7 separate regions of the Mus musculus genome follow, and regions 1, 2, 3, 4, 6 and 7 are each linked to region 5. A link is a contact called in public HiChIP or PLAC-seq, Micro-C and promoter capture Hi-C data. All regions are on one chromosome and are shown on one strand. The core of a region is the stretch at or near the end of the contact, and the rest is flanking DNA. Distances in the headings are between cores, read along the strand shown.

Region 1 (3,167 bases), core at 349-2,848, 480 kb before region 5:
TTCCTATTTAAGACATGAACGTATTCTCTTAGCTCCTACTGTAATTAATTGTTTGGGTAATTAGTTGCCTGCTTCCGTGTAAGCTCCCTGAGAACAGGCAGTATGTCAATTTAATTCCCTTCTAAATACTCAGCAATTCCTGGCACCTGGTAAGATTCCTTCCTGTATTGTGCAAATGCAACAATTCCCAACATGCAAGATTACAATAGTTACTCAATGGTTTTTTTTTTCTAAGCTCATTCACAATTCCAAAAATCTAATTTTGCTTAGATTAGGTTATATGTCTTCTTCCTTTTATATTCTACTATGTTTCTAGAACATAGGAAGTGTAGAGCATCATCCTAATAAGAATAGAATCTGTAGTAATTTGTTAGTTTGATTCAACAAAAGCCAACAGATTTGAGTCGCTTAAGCAACAGAAATTGTCTCATAATTTAGGGACCATGAGTCTGAAATCAAGGTACTTGTAAGACTCATTCCTTCTAAGAGACAGAAAAGAAAGATATGCTACTCTGTGAGGAGTACTCTTAGAGGCTTGCCTTCTTTATTTTCACATGACATTCTCCTTAAATATGTCTCTATGTTTGAAACTTTCTTTTTATGAGATCAGTCATATTGGATTGGGTCCTGTATTAAGGATCTTCTCTCATTAAACATATCTATAATGACCTAATTGGAAAGTAAGTTACTGAGGGTAAAGTATTTTGACATAGGAATTTGGGGAACATAGTTCAATCATAAGAGGAGCCAATGATTTTTTAAGTAGGTGAAAGACATGAATTTTGACTATGGATAGAGTGTGTTGGATTAAGGCTGAAGAAAATACTGGCGGAATAAAGAATGATGGTGTAGAAAACTATCAGCTCTTCTAATGGTCAGGGCAGTGCCAATGAATGCAGTATCTCATATGCATTGTCAAGAGTCAAAACCTGGCTCTGTTGAATTTCAAGAAGCATGAAGTTCACTCCATGGAGGACATTTCTTCTCATTGATAGGATGGCATATTTTTAGAATCAAGAAATATATAATACCAGAAGAAAGGTCCAAAACTAATTTAGCTGTTGTCTAATTATAAGCTTGTATCCTCCCCATTCCCAGTATCTCATCATAATATTCAGAAGTAGAGAGCAAGACAGAGAGAGAAATGTGTCCAAGTGTTGAGAGAAATTCATCGACAAAATGAATTACTATATAATTTTGTTCTAAGAATATTTTTACATAACAATTAACATAGGTATTATTCCATATTTACTTCTTGCTACAGTATAGGCATTTTAAGCATCATATAGGGAAGTCAAGCAAAAAAAGAGATTCTCCATCTTTGTAAACGTGAGGAGTGTGTATTGCAGGAGCCATCAAAGAGTCATCACATTTAGCTTACTATCTTTTCTATGTCTGTTCTACTTCAATCCATCTTTCTCCTTTTAATTGTATGCCCACCCAGTTCTCATCACTCCAGACCACGTAACTCTGGGCTTCATCCCAAGAGGAAAGTTGTCCAATTTATTTTTTCCCTCCCTCCCAGCCCTTGGCAAGTCTGTTGGGTGACCCACTCAGACACCTCAGAGGGCGGCGGCACCTCCCACCCCCTTAAGCCACAAGCAACAAAGCCTTAGTCATTTCATGCTCTTGGCTTTGTCATCATTTTGATTTCTTGAACATTGCTTTAGCGTTAACTCATTTCACTTATGTAAGAACAGGCAGAGATAGTTAAGGATGTCTCTTGCTCAGGAACAACAACAATATAAAAGCTAGCATTGCAATTTCCCAATGTCCACAAGACAATGGTCACTTTGCCAAAGTAATTCTGAATCAAAGGACTATTTGATTAGTTACTAAACTTATCTTTTCTGTGCTTAAGTGTATGCAGTAAGCCAAATCAAACCTTTCCTTAATCTAAGATTTTAAAAATTTTAAGGCTCAACTATCACCTATCATCTAGAAAAAAAGAGAAGATAGATTATTAACAAATGAAAAAGGCATACCAGAAAGAGCTGGGATGAAGAACAAGCTCCACATTAAGTGTTAATCACCCACATAACCACTTTCACTTTCCACAAGTCTGATTAAAAAAAAAGTATATCTCTAAACTTGTACACATAAATATTAATGAGATTCACATGCTGCATTTTTAGCTTTAATCTATTTATTTCTGAGGTTACCCCACCCCAAAAAAAGAGGTTATATTTTAATTAGGCATTTCTCTCTTCCTTTTCCTCCCTCCAAGCCCTCCCACCATACCCTTTTCAGCCCTTCTTCCAATTCATGTCCTTTAAAAAAATTAATTGCCAATGTATGCATATATGTTCTCAAATATAATCTGTTCAGTCTGTATAATGTTATGTTGTATGCATGTTTTCAAGGCTGACCATTTGGCACTGGGCAACTCATTGGTGCGCCCTCTCCTGAGGAAGGTCTCTTTTTTCCTGCTCCCAGCTTTCCTCGGTTGCCTATATCACTTCGTGTAGAGTTGAGGCCTGTGGGCTTTCCCCCCATCCAGTTTTTCACGTTCATTACTGTGCTCCTTGCTGAAATCACCTTTGGGCAGTCATGTTAGTGAGATGTTAGGGGTGTAGCTTCCGGCATCACTGGGACACACAATATCACAGCAAACTCCCTGATTTCAGAGGTCTTAAAAATTCTTACGGTGCTGCTTCCACAATATTCCCCAACCCTTATATGGGGGAGTGCTTTGTAGATTATCCACTGGGAAAAGTATCCACAGCTCAATGTTTTGACTGGCTGTGGATTTCTATAATGGTCTCCATCTGTTTCAAAGAAAGGTTTCCTTGACAAGGGGTAAAGACTACACTTATTTGCGGGTGTAAGTATAAGTGTTTACGTTTTTACAGATTGTTGTTAGGAATTATGCTGGTTTAGTAAATTAGTGGTTGTAGATTCTTCCCCAATAACTCTGACTTCACTAGCACTAAGTAGTTAGCCAGATTTCCAGTACCACGGATTATCTCTTGTTGAGTAGGTCTTAAACCCAATTAGAAAGTGGTTGGTTATCACCAAGGCATGTGTCCTGCTGCTGAATCCTAACAGTCATTGTACCAAGTTGGTCATTGGTGTGGTTCACAGGTGGCATAGCTAGGTAAGATAGTTGCCCCCCCCCCCTTCTTTAGAAGCTTGGATGATAGCTTCTGGTTCTATGGAATAGTCTT
Region 2 (3,244 bases), core at 733-3,232, 380 kb before region 5:
TAACCAAAGACCCTGTCATGTTCCCATAGTAGCAGTTACCAGCAGTGCTGGGCTCTATGCACTTCAGTTACTTCTCTCTAAGAACGTACATGACTCAGTGATGGTAACTGCAACTGGCATATCCATTTGTAACATTTCTTCTCAGCCAGAAGGTCTGTTCATCCATGTAGAAATGGAGCCTAGGCCATTATAAGTGTTTGGGTTAATTGATTCCAAAACATTTGTCTCTGTCATTTTGCAGTACTAAATGTGCCACAAAACTAACTACAGTGATTTGAAAATTACCGGTGCCCACCCGGGACATTTAAATCAAAATATCTGAGGTGTGGGCTTGTATAATTTTCAAAGCTCTCCAGTTCTTCCAACTTCATAGCTCTGAGACTGTCTTACGTAATTATCATTGGACACACTTGATTTTTCCCATCACCTTGATAAGACACTGTCAAAAGCAGGTTAAGGAATGAAGGTTTTATTTAGGGTCTTAGGCTCAGTTGGGGAGGCATGTCAGAGTAAGCAGCTCATGTTGGAGGTGCCTAACATCTTAGAGGATAAGTAAACAGAAAATGACTAAAACTAGAAAAGAGATGTAAGTTCTAAAGACCCACCCCAAGTGACCTACCCCCTCTAGCTAAGCCCCACATTCCAAGTCCCACATGTTTGTTAAAGAGAACCACCATCTACAGAGGCCAGTTTTCAAGCATGATAACCTGAGTAGAACTTCTCAGACCCAGAAACAGTATCACCTAATGGAGTATTGGATCTTAAATCCAAGTGTGCAACAAAATCACCTGAAATTCTTGTGAAACACATAGGGATGAACTGCAAAACCCAGACCTATGATTTTGTGGGTCTGTCTGAGGTGGGGCCAGGGGATGCCAAATATGCTACTTCAGGAATCATTCTTACAAAGCTATGCAATCAACTAATATAAAGTAGGTTATCTTGGGGATTTGATTGCCTCTAGTACAGCCAGTAAAGTATGCATGCTTGTATTAGAGGGCTGTGCTAATTAGTTCCAGGAGAGGAAAAGGGTGGCCTCTTTGCTACCCAACAATACGTTATCTCTCCACCCAGTGATTCTAATTAAAGTGTCCCAGAAGGGAACCAGCATATCTATATTAAAAGTTCTACTCTATTGTACTGTTAGGATTGAACACAATTTGCCCAGTGATTTCCAAAGTATGGCCCTGGATCAGTACCACCAACATCACCTGAGAACAAGTCACAAATATAAACTTTCTGGATTTGCCCCATACCCTTTGAATCAGAATTTGGGGTGGAATGAGACAGGTAGGATCCACCTACAATATTAAGTTATCCAGGTAACCCCTTGTAAAGGGTAAACTTTGAAATCTTCCACATTAACATATTCAAACAATATAAGCAAGTAGTAGTATGGTAGGTAATACAGGTTTGAAGTGTGATAGATGTGGGGAGAAAGTCACAAGTTCACTGAATATAGGCCATTCCAAAGGGGAAAGACTGAGTGAGCAGGAAGAGGATGGACATATAATGCTAGCAAAAAGAGGTATGTGATCTAGTGTGAATAGGGCTGAGAATCCACAAGTAATTCTTGGTGCTAGTGTTACAAAGAGGCAGGCTCACAGTGGTTTATGTAGTTGAGTAGAGATCACAATTTCACAATGGATCACAATCTATAGCAGAATAGTTGAAAAACATAAGAAGTGATAGAGAGTTCAGAGATGGGACATTTCCAATTTAGACCAAAGCCACAAATGATATCATCTCAGAAGAGGTAAAAGCAATAAGGTCCTTGGTGAGGAGGCGCAATCTCACAGCTTGTAAAAAAAGAAGAAGTGATAGCTTATTGGGAAAACATGATATCACCCCCACCCCCTTTCATAGCAAGCGGATAATGCCACAGGCATGATTTCTGATTCTCATTCAATAGGCCTTGCTGAGTGCTTCCCATGTTCCAGGGGTCATGTTAGTCACTGGGAATTCCTCTCTGAACAAAGCACAATCCCTGCCCTGGGGGAACTAGTCTAGTCAGGTAGGAAGAGTCAAAGGCATTCACAAAACACACATTGTAGTAGGTGTTTCATCATATTTGGAAACTCACACATTTGTTAGGAGGGCTCCTTTTCTTCTTGTCTTTATCTTTTTTTAATTTTATATTTCAAGAGGGAAGATGTAAACAAGGCCATATGCATGCGATGCAAACACTCTACTGCTGGGCTACTTGTATAACTCACAAGCAGTAGTTTAAAAAAGAATTCTGTTCCCACCTCTGCCTCTCCCTCCTCTTCCCACAACTGTCCTCAAAAATACAGCACAGTAAATTGGTAGGTAAGTTGGGGGAAGCATAACAAACATATAATCATTCAAAACATGATTCTATATGGATAATCAATTGAAGAACCTGAATTCCTGGTGCATTCTTGTGTATTCCTGTATTCTTGTGTGTTTCTAAACTCCTTTCAAAACAAAAAGTGATCATTCTTGCAAAGAAAGCACAAAGACCCAACAAGGTGAATGATGACAGAAGCTGATCATTCCCACTCACCAGGACTGAATGAAGGAAAATAAGCATTACTAGGCTAGCCCAGACCAACTTTGTGAAGACTGAATCAGTGTCTACAGGCCAAGGTTGTACTTGGAAGAAAATCACAGAGGAAATAAATATGGTTTATCAGTCCAAGAGGGTCTGTCTTCATTGGCTATATTGAAGAACATTGGTAAAATAAACACTGCAACTATAAATGCATCTTTTTCAAACCACGGAGATGCCACCTTCCTATTCTGTAACAATAATGCTAATCGACATCCTGGAAATGAAAGACAGTCATCTTTATACCCCTCCTCATCCCTTACAAAGAAGTAGTATGGGATCAAGGGAGAAACATTTTATACACTGAAAAAGACAGTGACCCTGTTGATATTTTAAAGTACTTATCCCATGATGTGAAGCTATATCTACTCATACACAGCTCTTATCAAGCACTGGCTGTCCCCTCCTCTATCTAATTGCTCGATTGCTTACTTGATTGTATCCAGTCTCTTGGCTGTAGTTAATATTTTTACAGTTGTGCCTCAAAAATATAAATTTCAAACCCAAAGTTCTTCTAAACTCCAAACTTAAGCAATAATCACTGCACTCCTGTAAACCTGTTGGAAATGGTATGATCACTTGAAGTTTAGCCAGGACAGCTTTGAGCTTGGGAGACCTTCCCCTATAGCCCACTGCTTGAATGGTGTCAGTACTGATGACTCAGTTACTCCC
Region 3 (3,009 bases), core at 453-2,952, 440 kb after region 5:
GCCCTGGTGGACCTGGCAATATTATAGGTTACTTTAAAGAGTAGTTTCCTATTCTGAGGGAAGTCACAGGTGAGTGTGGTTCAGATGTTGTAGGAGTGTAGACTCAGGTAGGCAGGCAGCAAGGTTAATTGCCCCAAATCTAACGTGTATTAGCAACCACCTCCGGTGAACACAAACTGCCAGCCTCCATGGCAACTTTTCAAGTTCAATTTTGAAGAACTTTTGTTCCTGAAAGCTGAAGGACACACAATGACACCCTCAATTACAGGCTAAATGGAACAGATTAGCTTTGGTGGTCAGAGGCTGCATCCCCCACCCCACCCCCTCCCGTGCCCACTTTAAATGGTCAGAGTTTCCGGAAGGGAGGATCTTTCTGCCTGTGGGGCTCCAGCCTGGCCATTGGAGGGGGTGGAGCGTCCCGGGTCTGCTGCTGCGAGGTGGTGGAGTGTTGTTTTCTCTTAGCTGGTTGGAGGACTGGATTCTCCTCATCTCTAAGAGGGAAAGTTCTGGCCAATCACAAGAAGCCAACTGGAGACTGCGAAAGTGGGGATGAGATGGCAAAAATCTGTTCTTGTTGCCGCAGGAGACGCACCTCTTTCGGTGCGCATAGATGCCCCAGAAACTTGTCAAGCTGCGGCTGGCAGCTGTGACAGTCTCGGCGTGCGTGGGGAGGGAGGTTGTTTAGCTGCGGCTGCTTGGGGCTTGGCACTCAGAATTCACTGTTTTCCCGACTGAAGTTGAACTCTGGGCCTGGAGTGGGGCCGGGGCTTCTATTAGAATTTTAATATGGGAGAAATGAAGTGAAGAGCTAAGGAAAGGCAAAGGGGAAAAACATGGGGCGGAAACTCCACCCCATCTCTTTGATTCTTGCCCACATCCCTCACCGAATCTGTTTCCTAACCTGTAAAATGGGCACTTAAATGCTTTCGGAGACTCTTACTGGCTCTAGATTTGCAGGTTATGGTAGAGAAGCAGGCAAGAGCCACTAGTCTGTTTGCCTTACAATCAAGTGGTATTTTGAGGACAGCATTTTGAGCCTTCTCATATTTTATGAGCAAAAGACGCAAAAGACTTTCCCCCAACCCCGAGAACCTTGGCTTTGATTTCAGTAACATAAATCTTGGGAGGACCCCCACTGCTACAGAGGGCTTTAGTTTCTATACAACCGAAGGGTGGGCTTCGGCACTGCAAATTAGGAATGCCCCACCCCCGCTTACTCCTGCTTGTTTTATTTTGTTTTGTTTTGTTTTGTTAGGTTTTGTCTTTCTGATCTTCTCCCGCCCTCTGCTCTCCCCTTCCCTTCCTCTTCTCCCCACTCCTTCCTCTTAGTGTTGTTTACTGATCTCCCAAATTCTGATGACGCTCTGGGCACCTCGCCAAACGCGAGGGCCCCCGAATCCACCCGGGGGTGGCATAGAAGTCTCTGGTCTAAGGCGAATCTCCGCGGGGCAGATGTAGGACTAACAAATAGTGACAGGGCAGTGAGTGTGCAGTGCCCCGAGGCCCCCGCGGAAATGAGCACAGGCTGTTTGGAAAGCCGGAGGGACCCCTGACCCAGGGGATGCCGCATCTCGCCCCCGCCGCAGCCTGCAAGGGCGGGGGTTGAGGCTCCAGCGCCCCGCAGCCGCAGTGACTCAGGAGGCCTCCCGCCCGCGTTCCTCCGCCACCCGCTCACTGCGGCACCGGGGACACGGTTCCTCCGCCCACAGCCTGCACCGCGTCCCCGGCGCCCTCCCCGCCGGCTTGCCCGGGCTGTGCCACCCCCACTTTCTGTCCGCAGAGGCGGCTACGCAGGAGGGGAGGAGGGTGTTTGCTCCTAGATTGTTCTGCACTGGGAGAGCTGCGGGAGGGAAAAGGGGAGACAGGACCATTGGAATGACTCAGGGTTTTTTGAAGCAGCTAAGCCATAACAGAGGCCTCACTCCAGGATCGGGGAAAGCCAGCAAGAGTCCTTAGAAGTTTCTGGCCTTAAAAACAGCTTCCTACCCAGACTCCCAGCTTGAATTCTGCAGGAGCGTAGAAATGCACTCATAATTTAAAGCTCTAAGAATATCTGTATTACTTAGAAAAAGGGAAATAGGGTCTGGAGGCCTCGAATATCCTCAAAATAACCATTCTGCTGGTTCCCAGTCCATCTTTGGAAGGTAGTTACAGCTAGGATCCTATCAGTATTAACTAACCAAAAGACACATCTTAGGATAGCTCCCACCTCCAGGAGCCATAGACTCTCCTGCTAAGATAGAGCTAGAGGGACCCTTCTCCCTCCTGAGTCACTGTGGCAGCAGATTGAAGAGGCCCCTCGGGGCCTCGATGTGCTTTTGCTTCAAGCTAGATGGTCAGTGACATGTTTCATAAAGGACCCGGTTCTAAGTCCTGCCTCACAGAGAGGCAGTGGGAAGCTCTCTGTTTCTCTAGGCCATACCAGCTCGATTCCCCCAAAAGAAGAGAGCTGTCATTTCTCCATACATCAGTCAAGATTCTGGAAGCAAAGAAAGACCATTGTTTACCGCATATCTTCCTGTCCAAAGTCGGTGCTAAGCTGAGAGGACCCTCCATGATCGCCACCTGCCATGTCTCACCCTCTGGTCTCTATGTGCCCTTACTTTAGTCTAGTCATGCTGTTTCTGTTTTTTAAACTCCCCGCTGATCATCTATCTCTGCCTCTGGGTCTTCGGGCATGCTGGATGGCCCCTCCACAGGTAAAGTGCCCCCCACCCCCATGCCTCAAAGGCCATCCTACCCAAAATAGATCCTGTCTATCACAGCTGTGCTGAGTTTTCCCCTTTTGCATTTACTTCATTATGCATTATTGTTCTGTAAATAGAACATCTCCTCTAAAGAATGAGTTCCTTGGGATCTAGGGCTTTATCTTGTGAATTGTTCTAGTGCCCATGGCTGGCACATTGTAAGTGTTTGATGAATATGTAAAGAAAGAAGAAGACCAGGCCATGAGCTTGCTCAACTTCATAAGTTAATGACCTTTCCTCAGAATATCTGTTGTCTCCCACT
Region 4 (3,205 bases), core at 34-2,533, 440 kb before region 5:
TGGCCTAGTCGGCCATCATTGGGAAGAGAGGCCCCTTGGTCTTGCAAACTTTATATGCCCCAGTACAGGGGAACACCAGGGCCAAGAAGTGGGTTTGGGTGGGTAAGGGGGAAGGGGGGGGAGGGTATAGGGGACTTTTGGGATAGCATTTGAAATGTAATAAAGAAAATACCTAATTAAAACAATGTGGAGAAAAAAAACAAGGAACCAATACGTTCTTTAAAATAAAAGAACACAAAACAAACAAACAAAAAAATAGAAAAATCATGGAGTTTATTTGAGCATGGAGCCTGTTCTGAAGTGTGGTTGATATACCTGTGTGAAAGATACAAGGTTTCCACTGAGTGAAAGGAAAGAGAAAACAAGGAAGGAAAAGAGGCAATCATGATTCTCTTGCCTCTGGCTCTTGTTGGGGTTGGGCAGCGGGGAGTTTGACTATGATGGGAGTAAGGATGGGAGGAGAAAACTGTTGAAGTCATAGTGTCAAGTGTTTGGGATCACTCTCTGAGGTCATCTGAGATGTTGTGTCCCTGCTCATCTCAAGGGAATGTCTCTACATAGCTTTGTCCTTCAGTCAAGTTCTGGAACTACAGCCTTCTCTAATCCTTTGACTCTAAGCAAGCGTTACTCACCCTGGATTACTCCAGCATCCCTTGTGCTTCCTCTATACTCCACCCACACTTTGAAATTAACTTTATATTAAAAAACCTTACTTCTCAAAAATTTTAATGAGCAACATATTCGCTATTGAAACCTTGACCAATACTTTTTACTAGTCTCACCCAAGATCCTTTCTACCAGTATTGTTGTGGTTGCTTCATAACTGTTTTTATTTGTATTGTTCCTATCTACCTGCAGACCAATTTCAATATTGCAGTTATAGTATTTGCTTAAAGTCATCAATAATAAAATAGCAACTTTCTTTTAAAGCTTTTCCAAAAGTGACTTCATGTACTCAGAGTCAAAGTTCTCTCAAGGCTGAACATGACCTGTGTCCCCCACACCACATCCTGCTCTCATTACCTTTTCCCACTCTGCTTTGCCAATGTAGTTCTGCATTGTGCCAGTTGCTTCTATGTGAGCGAGTTTTCTCCCTTACCTTCCTTCCCCAAGTTCTCACTCAACTGTCCTCTCCGAGTGTTCTCCCTTGACCATGCTATCTAAAATGATAATCTGTCCTCCAAAGGACCTGTGGTTCCTGCCTACTTAATTTTTCTCATCTAAGCTTTATCTTCTGTATTTATCCTATTAGTCTTGTTTCCTCTTTCTCTCCTCTTGGACTAAAACCAGGAGAGTTGTTTAGAAGTGTAGCCCAAAGTTCAGATCTGTGCTTGTCATGTACTTGGTACTCATTCAATATTGATTGAATTCATTTCTCATGTAAGGTAAAAGTTAATGCTTTTTTGTCTCAAGTACTAGTTGAACATATAATCACTCAATCAAATTTCAAGAATGGCTTATGGCTTAAGGAGTTTTCTATCTTTGCATACGTCTTGGTTTGTACTCCCAGCACCCACACAGTGGATCACAATGCATGGCACTCCAGTTCCAGGAGATTAAATGCCTTCTTTTGACCTCTGTGAGATCCTGGTGTGCATGTGCACACACACACACACACACACACACACACACACACACACACACAATTTTAAATTAAAAATGTCAATTTTCCCATTCAATTTCATTTATTAGGGACCAGGCTTTTCGTTAAGTCACCTGTTTTTGAAAAAACAATCTTCCCTTCCAGCATAGTCTGCACCTAAATTTGTTACAGTAAGGTGATTAAAACCTTAATCAAAACATAATTTTATAAACGAAGTTGTAATTTTTAGACAATGCTAGCATGCTTTAAATTCATGTAACTGATGACTTGTATGGAAACATAAGTTAGAAGGAAACCATAAAACAGTCCCATTCTCTTTTAATATTATGATATAAATGTCCAAATATTTTTAAATACAGGTCAAAGTGGATAATTTTACTTTATTTTTGAAGTATATCTGAAGTCTTTAAAGGAAGAGAAAATCTCCTACTATCACAACTACTTCCTTTATTCTGTAAGAAAAACTGTTAGACAGGCTTGAATAACTAAATCCATAGCTACAGTTGTATATTTCATAAGCACCTTCAATGATCTTGCAGTCTATTCTACAGCACCAATACCCAAAGGTCTGTTGCATTGAGAGAGAACTTTGAACCGGAGATCACGCTGGCTGTGCGGACTTAAGAAGTGCAGCTCGCTTATAATTTCAAGTTTGGATTTGACTGTATTCACACTCCTGTTAGGAAAACTAGAAAGCTAGGTAGTTGATCAGGACTCCATGGAAATGTCAAATTTCAGGATGGAGACAGCAATTTTGCCCCTCACTTTCATTCACTTTGACTGAATTCATATCATTGGGATTTTGTAAGTTTTTATTAGTTCTTTGAGAATTCCATGTGTTTTAGTCATATACCCCTCTTCTTCCCTAACCGACCATACCTATGTCTTTTTGCGATCCATTAAGTACAATTTGTGCTACCCGTACATTCTTTGACATGTGGCCTTCCACTGGAGCTTGGTCAACATATATCAAAGGCTGCATTCTTAGAGAAAACAGACCCTACCCCCCACAGCAGATGTCTATTGCCAATACCTCCCCATGTTGGAGTAGCACTCCATGCTCACCTTTCTGCATGATGGAATTTTGTCTGGCTTGAGTTGCACAGGTCTTGTGTGTGCTATCATAACTGTTGGCAATTCATATGTACAGTTGTCCTCTACGTGAAAACACACTGGTGCCTGGTGGGCATTCACATCCTCTGGTCTTCCTACTGTATTCTTTATGCCTCCTCTTTTACAGTGATCTCTGAGCCTTGAAAGGAGTACATATGAAATACATGTTTCATTTAGGCCTGAGCATTCCCCAATCTCTTACTCTTTGTACCATGACTAATTGTGTGTCTTTGTTAATCACCAACCACTGCTAATAAAAGCTTCTGCAGATTTTTTAATTAAAAAATAAATTAATTATCTTTATTCTCAGAGGAAAACTATGAAGTAAATGTGTCAATCCATCAAACATTTCCAGAAATTATGATGCATCAGTTACAGTAGCTGATTTATACCTTGGACTTAGCATTGACTCAATTGTGTGTGTATGCCATTTTGTATTTATTGTCTTTCTGGTAATGAGATATAATGAATAATGATGAGAGAGTGATG
Region 5 (2,922 bases), core at 314-2,813:
GTTAGCCTGGAACTCAGCTTTCTCAACCCCATCAAGTGGTATGGGGCACTATCTATGCTGGGCCACTCTTTAAACGTAGATAACCACAAATAACCTGTGTTGTTATGTTGTCGTGTTCAGCATGTTGGAAACTGTTTTTCCCTTTACCCATCATGCCCTGATGTCTAGAAGGGTTGAGGCGCTAAAGCAATCTCGGAAAAATCAGAGCTTTTCTTCAGGACAGGCTCAACGCAAGTTAAGAAACCCTTTTCGTCCTTTAATGGAAATCTGTTTTCCTAAAGAGCTCCGTTTAAACCCGCCTGGAGTGGAGCTGGCAGAGACTTCAGCCAGCCTTTGGGTTCCCTTTGACCTTGATTATGACCAGGAGTGTCGCTGCTAATTGCGAGGCCTGCCTCAAGGTGGAAAATGGCATCGGTTTCCACCACCACCCAGGAGAAGCCAAGTTCTGTGGACCACGACAGCGGTTAGGTTCTTTTCAGGCCGCGTCTCGCCACCCAGAGAGCAGCGCGGAGGCCGCCTACAGGTGCAGTCCCGCCACTGCGCCCGGGCTGGAGGCTGGCGGAGCCCTCGGCGTCTCAGAAAGCCCTTCCCGAAGTCCGGGCTGAGCCCCCGGGTGCCCGCCGGCCACTCCCCCTGCTTCCCCCACGCCTCTGCCCCGGCGCGGTCTGGAAAGGACGCTGGGAGCCCCTCCGAGGCTCCACGGACATGGATTTGGGAAGGGATGGCGCGCGGCCGAGGCTTTCCCTCGAGTTTGCGGCAAGTCTGACTCCGGGAAAGTTTTTCAAAGTTCCCAGCAGAGTCTGCCCAGGTCGCCTCTGCGGGGCGAGGAGACGGCGGCGAGCGCGCCAGTCTCGCCGCCGCCAGCACAGGGCTCTGGGCTCGCTTGCTGGGAGCGGCCCGGGTTCCCGGCGGGCAGGCCCTCCTCCCCGGGGCAAAAGCCGCAGCTGACGCAGGCGGCTCCGAAGGCGGAAGCCGCCCGCCCCAACTGCTCCGGCCGTACCGCGGCGCCTACACCTGGGGCTTGCAAGGGAGCCCAGGCCGTGCACCGAGGGGGCGGTCCAGCGGAGGCGCTCTGGGCTTCTCAGAGCCATGGGCTCCTCCACGGTCCTTCCAGGTTCCTTTCTCCTGGCCCGGGCTCCCCGGGACACTGATCTGCGTGTGGGGGCCCCTCGGGCGGCCATGCCACCCGGTCCGTCCCGCAACTTCCAACCCCTTCTCAATTTCTCCCCTCCCCAACAACCCGGAGGAAAGGGGCGTGCCCAATAGATGGCACGCCCCTTATGAATATTAACAATCGCGCATGCGCCTTGTTCCGCGTGTTGAGAAGAGGTGGCCAGCCGGAGTCCCGGCTCCCAGACCGGCGCTCCGGGTCCCTTCGAGAGCCAGGCGGGCACGCGTCATTGTGTTACCTGCAGCCGGCCGGCGAGCTAGGCTCAGGTTTTTTTTTTTTTTTTCCTCCCCTCCCTCCCCGCGTTTCATGCAGCTGATCTGAAAGGGAATAAAAGGCTGCGCATAATCATAATAATAAAAGAAGGGGAGCGCGAGAGAAGGAAAGAAAGCCGAGAGGTGGAAGAGGGGGGAGCGCCTCAAAGAAGCGATCAGAATAATAAAAGGAGGCCGGGCTCTTTGCCTTCTGGAACGCGCGGCTCTTGAAAGGGCTTTTGAAAAGTAGTGTTGTTTTCCAGTCGTGCATGCTCCAATCCACGGAGTATATTAGAGCCGGGACGCGGCGGCCGCGGGGGCAGCGACGACGGCAGCCTCGGCGGGAGCACCAGCGCTAGCAGCGGCGGCGGCGTCCGGAGTGCCCGTGGCGCGCGGCGCAGCGATGCGGTCCCCACGGACGCGCGGCCGGCCCGGGCGCCCCCTGAGTCTTCTGCTCGCCCTGCTCTGTGCCCTGCGAGCCAAGGTAGGAGTCTCTCTCCCGCTCTTGCTCCCCGCGGTCCTCTCCCTTCCCTCGTGGCGTTCTGGACGGGAGCGGCTGTGGCTCCCAGTGCAAGTTCCGGAGCCCTTGAGTACAAGGCTCCCTGACCCTGACTTTTCACCCGAGAGGCAGCACCCGGTGAGGGAACGCTGGTTCCCCAGAGGGGAGCCCCTGGCCTCGAAAGATAAACTCCTCCAGGCTGGGCAAAATGCGATCATTACGTTCTCACGGTCCTTCGGGGCACTTGTCTTAGTTTTCCCGCACTTGTGTTTTTTATGCCCCCAAACCAGGTTGAGCCCTAAACCTAGTTTTTGCAAAATTATTTTCACTTGCCACCGAGGATCTTTGGCAGCCTGGGGTGTGTGTATTGGGGGTGGGGGGTGTCAAGGAGTCTCCACCTCCACCTTCAGAGAAAACTTTCTCATGCGTTGACCTTCCTTCCTCGCTGGCAGGTGTGCGGGGCCTCGGGTCAGTTTGAGCTGGAGATCCTGTCCATGCAGAACGTGAATGGAGAGCTACAGAATGGGAACTGTTGTGGTGGAGTCCGGAACCCTGGCGACCGCAAGTGCACCCGCGACGAGTGTGATACGTACTTCAAAGTGTGCCTCAAGGAGTATCAGTCCCGCGTCACTGCCGGGGGACCCTGCAGCTTCGGCTCAGGGTCTACGCCTGTCATCGGGGGTAACACCTTCAATCTCAAGGCCAGCCGTGGCAACGACCGTAATCGCATCGTACTGCCTTTCAGTTTCGCCTGGCCGGTGAGTGAGCGACACACCGACAGAGTCGAACGCGGGGCCGAGCCCTATATTGCCTTGAGAAGGATTTAATGCCACTTGAAACTTGGCACTAAGTTGAGAGGCTTTGGGGGTGGCAAGTTTGAGAGTCCAGACTACAGCTGGACCTGGACAAGATGAGACGGGCGGGTCTTCCATTCTGGGTGGTGTCTGCTTAGCGCAGCGAAATGGGGTCTCTGAAGAGCATTGCTGGGGGAAAGTACGCAA
Region 6 (3,389 bases), core at 858-3,357, 500 kb before region 5:
CCCACAAGACTTTGTCAGACTCTTCTATTAATCAAAGCCAAATATGAAGCCTAAAGTGGCTCTATCCACTGAAGAGTTGGCAAGCCACTGGCCAATAGGGTGGACGTGACCTCAGGCAGAAACAAACCTCCAATAATAGCAGCACAAAGAGATCGGAACTGCCCTTTGGACCAAACTTCCCCACCCGAATGTGATGGAAATAATGAGCAGGTGACTTTCTAAGAGGCCTAAAAATGGATTCTCAGGAAGACTTGGGAAGAAAAGAACCATAGAACTGTTTATATACCAAGTCTCAGGATTAATGGCAGCTATTAGCGTGAGAGAGGCTCCTGCTCCAAGTTCTGAGTATTCAGCTGCATCCTCGGTTAAATTCAAAACAAAGCACAGGCTCACAGTGCCAAATACCAGATAGCTTCACATGGCACCATTAACAGAACATGGTGTTCTTATATTTTACTTTTTATGTTCTGTGAAGCATTCCACTTCAAACTCCTGGTGAAATTTGAGATTCTGTTGCTTCTACTTAGGATAATGAGGGTTCTCTCTCTCTCTGCCTCTATGTCTCTCTGTCTCTCTGTCCCTCTCTCTACCTCTGTCTGTCTGCCTCTCTCTCTTTCTCTGTCTCTCTCTCTCTGTATCTCTCTGTCTCTATCACTCTGTGTTTCACTCTGTCTCTCTGTCCCTCTTTCTGACTCTCTGACTCTCCCTCTCTGTCTCTTCCTCCTCTCCTCTCCTTTCTATTCTCCCCACCCTTGTCACTAAATAGTTAGTGTTCAGTGAACAATTGTGTGTTTCAACACCAGCTGAGGCTAACATGAGAACAAAATGCATCTGTATTCAGGTGCACATGTATGAGTCTTTAATACAATTCTAATCCAAGAAGCAAGGCTGTATCCCCTGAAGATCCCACCAGTAAACAAGAAGTCCGAGTTGAAAGCACTCAGAGTAGTGTGCTGTACCCAATGGATGCTACAATTACTGTCTTAGACATACACATCCAAAATACTAATACATGTCAGCAGAAGGTCCAGATTAACATGTTCATAGAAGTGTTATTTGTAAAAGTCCAAAACTGGGGCTGGAGAGATGGCTCAGCTGTCAAAGCATGGACTGCTCTTCCGGAGGATGCATGGTCAACTTCCAGCATCCACATGGTTGCTCATAAGTGTAACTCAAAGATCAGACACCTTCACACAGATATATAGACAAAACACTAATGCACATAAAATAAAAATAAATTATATATATATATTTAAAAGTACCAAAGTGGAAACTATCCAAATCATATACAGCACTATTTTATACATTCACAGTGGATTACTTTGTAGAGCTAAGATTGAACAATTTCCACTAATGTTGCCATATGAATGGGCTTCAAACCTAATATTGCTAAAATGAATAGAAACAAACAGCAAAAAAAATCCTATAGAAATCTATAGGATTTCTAGTGTAGACAGTGATTCATCATAAAGGGAGGAGGATGGAACTGAAGAAAATGTGCTAAGGAAGAACCTCAATGTTCTGGCCTTTGGTTTGGGCCCTAGTTCCACGGATGTGTTCACTTTGAAAAAAATCATTAAAATACATGTAAAATGGCTGTGCCCCCCCCCCACGTATTATTCTTTAAATAGTAACAAAAAGAATAGCTTATGTAACTGAATTGGATAGTTAACTATTTCAGGAAATTTGAAAGTCTTTCTTATCTGAATGCTGGTAATCAAGTACTGAGTACTTAAATTCAGTCCTTGGAGTGAGCAGGAAGACTCCTGAGAATGACAGTGGGAAGCAATTGTGAACCTGTATAGATGACCTAGCTTCATCTGTGAGATCTATAATATAACAGCAGAGTATTTGTTCTGGCTTACCTCACTTCCCTCACATTGTCTTCTTAGGTATTTTGAATTATATAAAAAAATTGCTTATGTTAAGTTAAAGTATAAAGTTTTCAGTGAAGAGTGGACTCTGAGAATAACTAACATAGCCTCTCATTTGCAGATAAGAAACCTGATCTTATCTGAAGGTTAAATGATTGGCCCAAGGTCACACATGTGGTTAGTGGAAGTTCTGGGAGGAGATCCAAGGTCTTGCTACCTCCTTTTCTAGACCACACAGCCTCCTTGTTTTCCAGACCTCTGAGAAGCTCTATGAATGCATCTGCCAGTTGTGGAATTTTTAACGATCAACTCATTTGTTATCTGTTGGTCCAAACTATAGCATATGACCTGGCTCAGATCCTTTATTCCGATCTATCAACAATCAACAAATAGATTGTTGGCATTTCTGCTTCAATTTAATGGTTGATTTTAATTAACACATTGTTTCTATGTGTACTCAAACCTATTACCTTATGCAAACAGGCCTAAAATCAAGAAATATTCTCAAGAATTATCTATGATTCAAAAATCAAAGCTCTTCTTTATGGAGTCCTGGTTACAAAGTAGAGTCAACTTTAACATCTCCCTTTATGTCCAAGAAACATATAGCACTCACACCACCACCAACAAAAAGTACACACACACACACACACACACACACACACACACACACACAAAATCTATGTATCCCATTGCCCACTGAAAGGTAGGTTTTTATACATACTTCTGGTTAGACACATTTCTTCTAGTTCTATCATATCATGACTAATCCAGAAAGAAAAAATGAGCAGTCCAGATCATACACTATTTAATGATAGAACCAGATAGTGAAACAAGACTTTGGGAACACTATTTACTTTGTCACAAAAGTCTACATGCCAAATGTTGAGTTGTAAGACTCTAACTTCTCATGAATATATCCAAACTATATTGGTAATAAAAATATTATTTCATTCTTGATTTACTAATCTAGATATTGGCTAGTGTATTTAGGAACATTTGTATTTATGAATTATTTGAATTTATGAATTATTATGAACCAGTGACTCATCGATTCAGAATTATTAATAGAATAACTAGGTCCAATTCAAATAACTGATGATTTAATACAATTATGAGTTTTACTTTTTATAAGCATAATTAAGTCAATAAATAATTTGCTGTGATTGTAGTGGAAAGATGGGATCATCCTTCAAATGTTCTGTTATTACATATTGTTTCCAAGGACTCATCAAAGATAAAGAGGAAGGATCTAAAACTCTTGTGTAAACAGCACCACAGAGCCATAAAGACATCCACCAATGTCCTAGCAGCCTTCATGCACTAACATTTCGACACTATCACTTATTTCTCTTACATTGGTATTCTGAGCATACCAGGGCTTCTCAGAAACAATTTGATACAATATTGCCAGAAGAAATTCTCACAATAGCCCTTAAGTGGTTGCTTACTTTTTGAAGGTGAATAATGAAGCTTAATTCTATTTCCTCTCAATTTTCAATATAAATATATAGT
Region 7 (3,103 bases), core at 529-3,028, 400 kb after region 5:
ATTATGAGACTCTAAATCAAACAGATATTTATCATCATGACAATTTTTGCTCATGCGGAGTCTCTAAGCCTCAGAGAAGAAAATAGTTATCATGACCTCAGCAAAATCCTGCAGTGCCATAATAGAAATTGCAGTGAATCTTGGGGGTCAGATTCCTGCTTCAGCCGATTCATAACCCTGAAGGACATGTTTAACTTCTCCCAAGGATGACCATTCTTAACGTCAACATCTACAGCAATCAATCTGCCATATCCAATGTTAATATGAAATGCACTAACTCCAAAACCACAGCCAAAGATATTGAAATTTTTCTTTTGGCTGTGTATGCTTGTTTCTACCTAGTTTTAAGAATAAAGGAAAAGTGACAAAGGGATTTATTCCAGAAACTAGTTCAGATAACCCATATTAAAAAAAAACACAGGGAAGGAACTGTCCTATAAATAGATAGTACTAGCATCATCTTATAAGCCCACTGGAGCCCACCTAATATCAACGGATATATCTACCCTGTGTTAAATACAAAAAATTACAGTATATATGTCGTAATGGAGGATAAGTGACCGTTTTTAAAAGTATGGTTTTGTTTTGTTTTGTTGTTTTGTTTTTGTCTAAACCAAGGCACAGGAAGAAATACAGAAGGCTTCTACAAGTAGTCTGCTTTTTCTTGAAGCTACGTGGGAAGTGAGGAAGAGAGCAGGCAATTGTCTGTAAATAAATCCCTGCTGACAGGATTTATTCTTCTGTCTTTCTTTTAATCTACTATGCGAGCTCTATTAAGACTTTCTATAAGACCTGGATCTCAGAGAGAAAATTTGGCCTCTAGTCCCAGCCAGGCATCTCTGCAGCAGGTAATGCGGCGCTGCAGCCGGATCGCTGTCCGCGGTGCTGAAAGGTCAGGGCGCCGACGCGGGCGCCGAGCACTCCTGTCCAGGGTGCTGAGCTCCCGCCATCGCACCCCCACTAGTCTAGCCCACCGCACCAAACCTCCAGAGCTCTCCCACTTTGCAGCACATGCTCGCCTGTAGCTGACTTGGGGCAGGCGGCATAAATCAAGTCTGTGGGGCATGGAGGCTGCTGCCGCTGCCGCTGCCGCAGCTCAGCTTGCCCAGGGAGGGAACTGCCCCCCTTCTCCTTTCGCCTCCCCAGCGCCCACACCCTGCCTTCTCATCTCCCTTGGGTAGCAGTGCCCTAAACACTACAGTCATAATCATAGGGTTGGAACGAACTACAAGATCGTGTTTTGCTTTTAAATTTTAGACTACAGGTAGAAAAAAAACCCCACAATCCTAATAACCTAAACATATCTCAAAACTGCATCGCAAGATGGAAGAGGGTCCCACGGCTGCTTCAAAAGAGTAAGTTATTATTCTGTACACATCCTCGCTATTTCTTCCCACCACTCCATCTGTAGTGTCCCCATTCACTCCTTCTCCAAACAGCTCACCTCGAAAATACTTTTATGCAGCCCCAGGCGAGAGTCTAGGTAGATATGCACACAGGGAATACCGCACCCTAAGTGCACCAATACTTGTATTTACCCAGGCTCACTTGGGCTGCCAGCTGCAGTCCCTTCTGTGTATGCAGCCATACAGGGCTAGGACCTGGATCGGGGGAGGGGGCTCTTTACCTTGTCTTCTCCGGAGGATGCTGTCCGCTGATCCCTGCAGGTAGCAAGAGTGGAGGAGCCGCCGGGTAGGGAGGGAAGGAAAGACAGCTCCAGACCTCCCCGAGGTTTCTTCTTCAATGCAACGTGAGCTCTGCCCTCATCAAAGATGGCCGTTCCTTTGACGTCAGCAGCTTTTAATAGCCGGCTCCTCGAGGGGCGGGGAGGAAGTGTGATGGGGGAGGGCGGAGGGAGGAAGGTGGCTGGGGGCGGTAGGGGAGGAGCCGGGAGGTGCGGAGCGCTTGACTCAGCTCCCTGAGCGCTTTGCAGCAACCCTTTTTATTTCAATCTTTTATAAACACCCAAATGGAGCGATTCTTTTGACTCCATTTTAGCACCGTCTTGGGAAATACATATTTCTTGCGACTGTTTTCCTGATGGCCTATGCGTTTGCTTACGTGTGCATGCATATGTGAATATATGTATGTAAATACGTGTGTTTGGAATGTATATACAATTATAATAATGTAAACATATACATATTTATATGTAAAACGTTCCCCTGATGATTTGTCTTTGGTTGAGTCACAGACACGAGAGGAAGGTAAAGGAATAGAAGGGTAATGATGTGAGGGATTGGCATAGATTTCTGTTGTGATTTATTTTCTCCAGAGAAGAGGGTCCGAAGAGGCATTCCCCTCAGCTCTCGCTCTCACCAGCTCCTTTCGTGACCAGGTTACTCACATTGCTATTTTTATGAAAATTATTGTATTAAAGCAGCATTGCAGGTTTAGAGTTCTCATTTAATCATGGCCAGTTTGGGAAAGGCTCACACTTTCTTTTAAAGTACGTCAGAGCAATTATCACCGAGATAACACCTGAGTTGGGGAAAGGGAGAGGGAAGCTAGTTAGCCCTATTAGCTTGGGTTTGCAGGGCTAGGGCTTTGAGTTGCGAGTTGTTTGCCCGGGGCTTATAGATGACTCTGTGGCGGGTTGAATTTGCAGTCTGGGCCTAGAGCGGTATTCGGGTTTCTTAGAACGTGTCCAGACATCCGGGGGTGGGGGTGGGGGGAAGGTGGCTAGGACAGTACTGAAATCTGGAGGGTCACTCATTGCACAAGCACTTTCAGTGGCCGACCCTCTGAACCTCTGGGTCTGGTATGAGCAAGAATGTCTACTTCTGCTGGTTCAGATGAAAGATTAGAAGTAATAACCACACAATATAATCCTGTCTTTGCTTGTCGTGCGTCAGGAGCAGTCAGGAGCTGGGTAGGGCAGGCGGCGATATGCAAATAGTTCGGTGGTGCAGCCTCTAGATGATTCACAGGTGTTGGGGAGGTTGTCCGGGTTCTAGGCAGGGAGGGAGAGCTGGGGAGCGCGTGGGAGGTGGGGGACCTCGTCTCAGGAACTGTTTGTACTTTTCCGCGGAGGATGCGATTAGAAGTCGTGCCTCGCAATCTTAAAACTTGATGGCCTCTTGGGCGATGGAAAATCCTTTTC

What was found. Promoter capture Hi-C pulls out the DNA fragments that hold promoters and counts their contacts. A called contact is a pair of places that touch in the nucleus more often than the background predicts. HiChIP or PLAC-seq counts read pairs in DNA pulled down with a chosen protein or histone mark.
Region 1: a contact with region 5 is called in an H3K27ac HiChIP or PLAC-seq map of the NIH/3T3 cell line, with 9 times the contacts expected there. The contact joins the enhancer-like site here to the promoter of Jag1 in region 5. A contact is called at or near these places in 11 of 39 promoter capture datasets (the 3T3-L1 cell line, 3T3-L1-derived adipocytes, HPC-7-derived erythroid cells and 6 more), 2 of 15 datasets of contacts at CTCF or cohesin (both in the NIH/3T3 cell line), 17 of 484 Hi-C or Micro-C datasets (the MC3T3-E1 cell line, the STO cell line, adipose-derived mesenchymal stem cells and 8 more) and 14 of 115 datasets of contacts at active chromatin or transcription factors (the NIH/3T3 cell line, astrocytes, cardiomyocytes and 11 more).
Region 2: a promoter capture Hi-C map of trophoblast stem cells shows a contact between it and region 5, with 5 times the contacts expected there. The contact joins the enhancer-like site here to the promoter of Jag1 in region 5. A contact is called at or near these places in 7 of 39 promoter capture datasets (the 3T3-L1 cell line, HPC-7-derived erythroid cells, cancer-associated fibroblasts and 3 more), 1 of 15 datasets of contacts at CTCF or cohesin (the NIH/3T3 cell line), 10 of 484 Hi-C or Micro-C datasets (3T3-L1-derived adipocytes, the MC3T3-E1 cell line, adipose-derived mesenchymal stem cells and 6 more) and 13 of 115 datasets of contacts at active chromatin or transcription factors (the NIH/3T3 cell line, cardiomyocytes, craniofacial prominence and 9 more).
Region 3: a Micro-C map of embryonic stem cells shows a contact between it and region 5, with 6 times the contacts expected there. The contact joins the enhancer-like site here to the promoter of Jag1 in region 5. A contact is called at or near these places in 1 of 39 promoter capture datasets (the 3T3-L1 cell line), 17 of 484 Hi-C or Micro-C datasets (3T3-L1-derived adipocytes, cardiomyocytes, cerebellum and 6 more) and 5 of 115 datasets of contacts at active chromatin or transcription factors (astrocytes, embryonic stem cells, epiblast stem cells and 2 more).
Region 4: a contact with region 5 is called in a promoter capture Hi-C map of liver, with 6 times the contacts expected there. The contact joins the enhancer-like site here to the promoter of Jag1 in region 5. A contact is called at or near these places in 13 of 39 promoter capture datasets (the 3T3-L1 cell line, 3T3-L1-derived adipocytes, the C10 cell line and 9 more), 10 of 484 Hi-C or Micro-C datasets (the 3T3-L1 cell line, 3T3-L1-derived adipocytes, embryonic stem cells and 4 more) and 13 of 115 datasets of contacts at active chromatin or transcription factors (cardiomyocytes, craniofacial prominence, embryonic forebrain and 8 more).
Region 6: a contact with region 5 is called in a promoter capture Hi-C map of the 3T3-L1 cell line, with 12 times the contacts expected there. The contact joins the enhancer-like site here to the promoter of Jag1 in region 5. A contact is called at or near these places in 10 of 39 promoter capture datasets (the 3T3-L1 cell line, 3T3-L1-derived adipocytes, cranial neural crest and 5 more), 1 of 15 datasets of contacts at CTCF or cohesin (the NIH/3T3 cell line), 4 of 484 Hi-C or Micro-C datasets (the 3T3-L1 cell line, the MC3T3-E1 cell line, cumulus cells and 1 more) and 13 of 115 datasets of contacts at active chromatin or transcription factors (the NIH/3T3 cell line, cardiomyocytes, craniofacial prominence and 10 more).
Region 7: a Micro-C map of embryonic stem cells shows a contact between it and region 5, with 5 times the contacts expected there. The contact joins the promoter of Snap25 here to the promoter of Jag1 in region 5. A contact is called at or near these places in 1 of 39 promoter capture datasets (pre-B cells), 5 of 484 Hi-C or Micro-C datasets (embryonic stem cells and nephron progenitors) and 1 of 115 datasets of contacts at active chromatin or transcription factors (embryonic midbrain).

The regions. Positions count from the first base shown.
Region 1 is chr2:137,593,097-137,596,263 of GRCm38.p6, reverse strand. No RefSeq gene overlaps it. Among named protein-coding and RNA genes, the nearest start is that of Gm14064, 69 kb to the left of the region's middle. Within about 2 kb of position 1,598, at least 15 of the 459 cell types and tissues checked have an H3K27ac peak or open chromatin away from gene starts, as enhancers often do. A contact at or near this core is called in the NIH/3T3 cell line and muscle stem cells, where this site is marked.
Region 2 is chr2:137,493,934-137,497,177 of GRCm38.p6, reverse strand. No RefSeq gene overlaps it. Among named protein-coding and RNA genes, the nearest start is that of Gm14064, 170 kb to the left of the region's middle. Within about 2 kb of position 1,982, at least 10 of the 459 cell types and tissues checked have an H3K27ac peak or open chromatin away from gene starts, as enhancers often do. A contact at or near this core is called in trophoblast stem cells, where this site is marked.
Region 3 is chr2:136,677,479-136,680,487 of GRCm38.p6, reverse strand. The region is part of intron 2 of Gm32659 (a long non-coding RNA gene); the gene reads left to right. Among named protein-coding and RNA genes, the nearest start is that of Snap25, 34 kb to the left of the region's middle. Within about 2 kb of position 1,702, at least 280 of the 459 cell types and tissues checked have an H3K27ac peak or open chromatin away from gene starts, as enhancers often do. A contact at or near this core is called in 3T3-L1-derived adipocytes, astrocytes, cardiomyocytes and 10 more, where this site is marked.
Region 4 is chr2:137,551,844-137,555,048 of GRCm38.p6, reverse strand. No RefSeq gene overlaps it. Among named protein-coding and RNA genes, the nearest start is that of Gm14064, 110 kb to the left of the region's middle. Within about 2 kb of position 1,283, at least 2 of the 459 cell types and tissues checked have an H3K27ac peak or open chromatin away from gene starts, as enhancers often do. A contact at or near this core is called in liver, where this site is marked.
Region 5 is chr2:137,115,161-137,118,082 of GRCm38.p6, reverse strand. Jag1 (jagged 1) reads left to right here and starts at 1,563. Exons shown (of 26, transcript NM_013822.5): 1 at 1,563-1,906; 2 at 2,374-2,679. The coding sequence starts at 1,826.
Region 6 is chr2:137,612,664-137,616,052 of GRCm38.p6, reverse strand. No RefSeq gene overlaps it. Among named protein-coding and RNA genes, the nearest start is that of Gm14064, 49 kb to the left of the region's middle. Within about 2 kb of position 2,107, at least 2 of the 459 cell types and tissues checked have an H3K27ac peak or open chromatin away from gene starts, as enhancers often do.
Region 7 is chr2:136,712,125-136,715,227 of GRCm38.p6, reverse strand. It overlaps Snap25 (synaptosomal-associated protein 25), which reads right to left and starts at 1,778. Exons shown (of 8, transcript NM_011428.3): 1 at 1,628-1,778. Gm32659 (a long non-coding RNA gene) reads left to right here and starts at 890. Exons shown (of 3, transcript XR_375013.3): 1 at 890-1,355.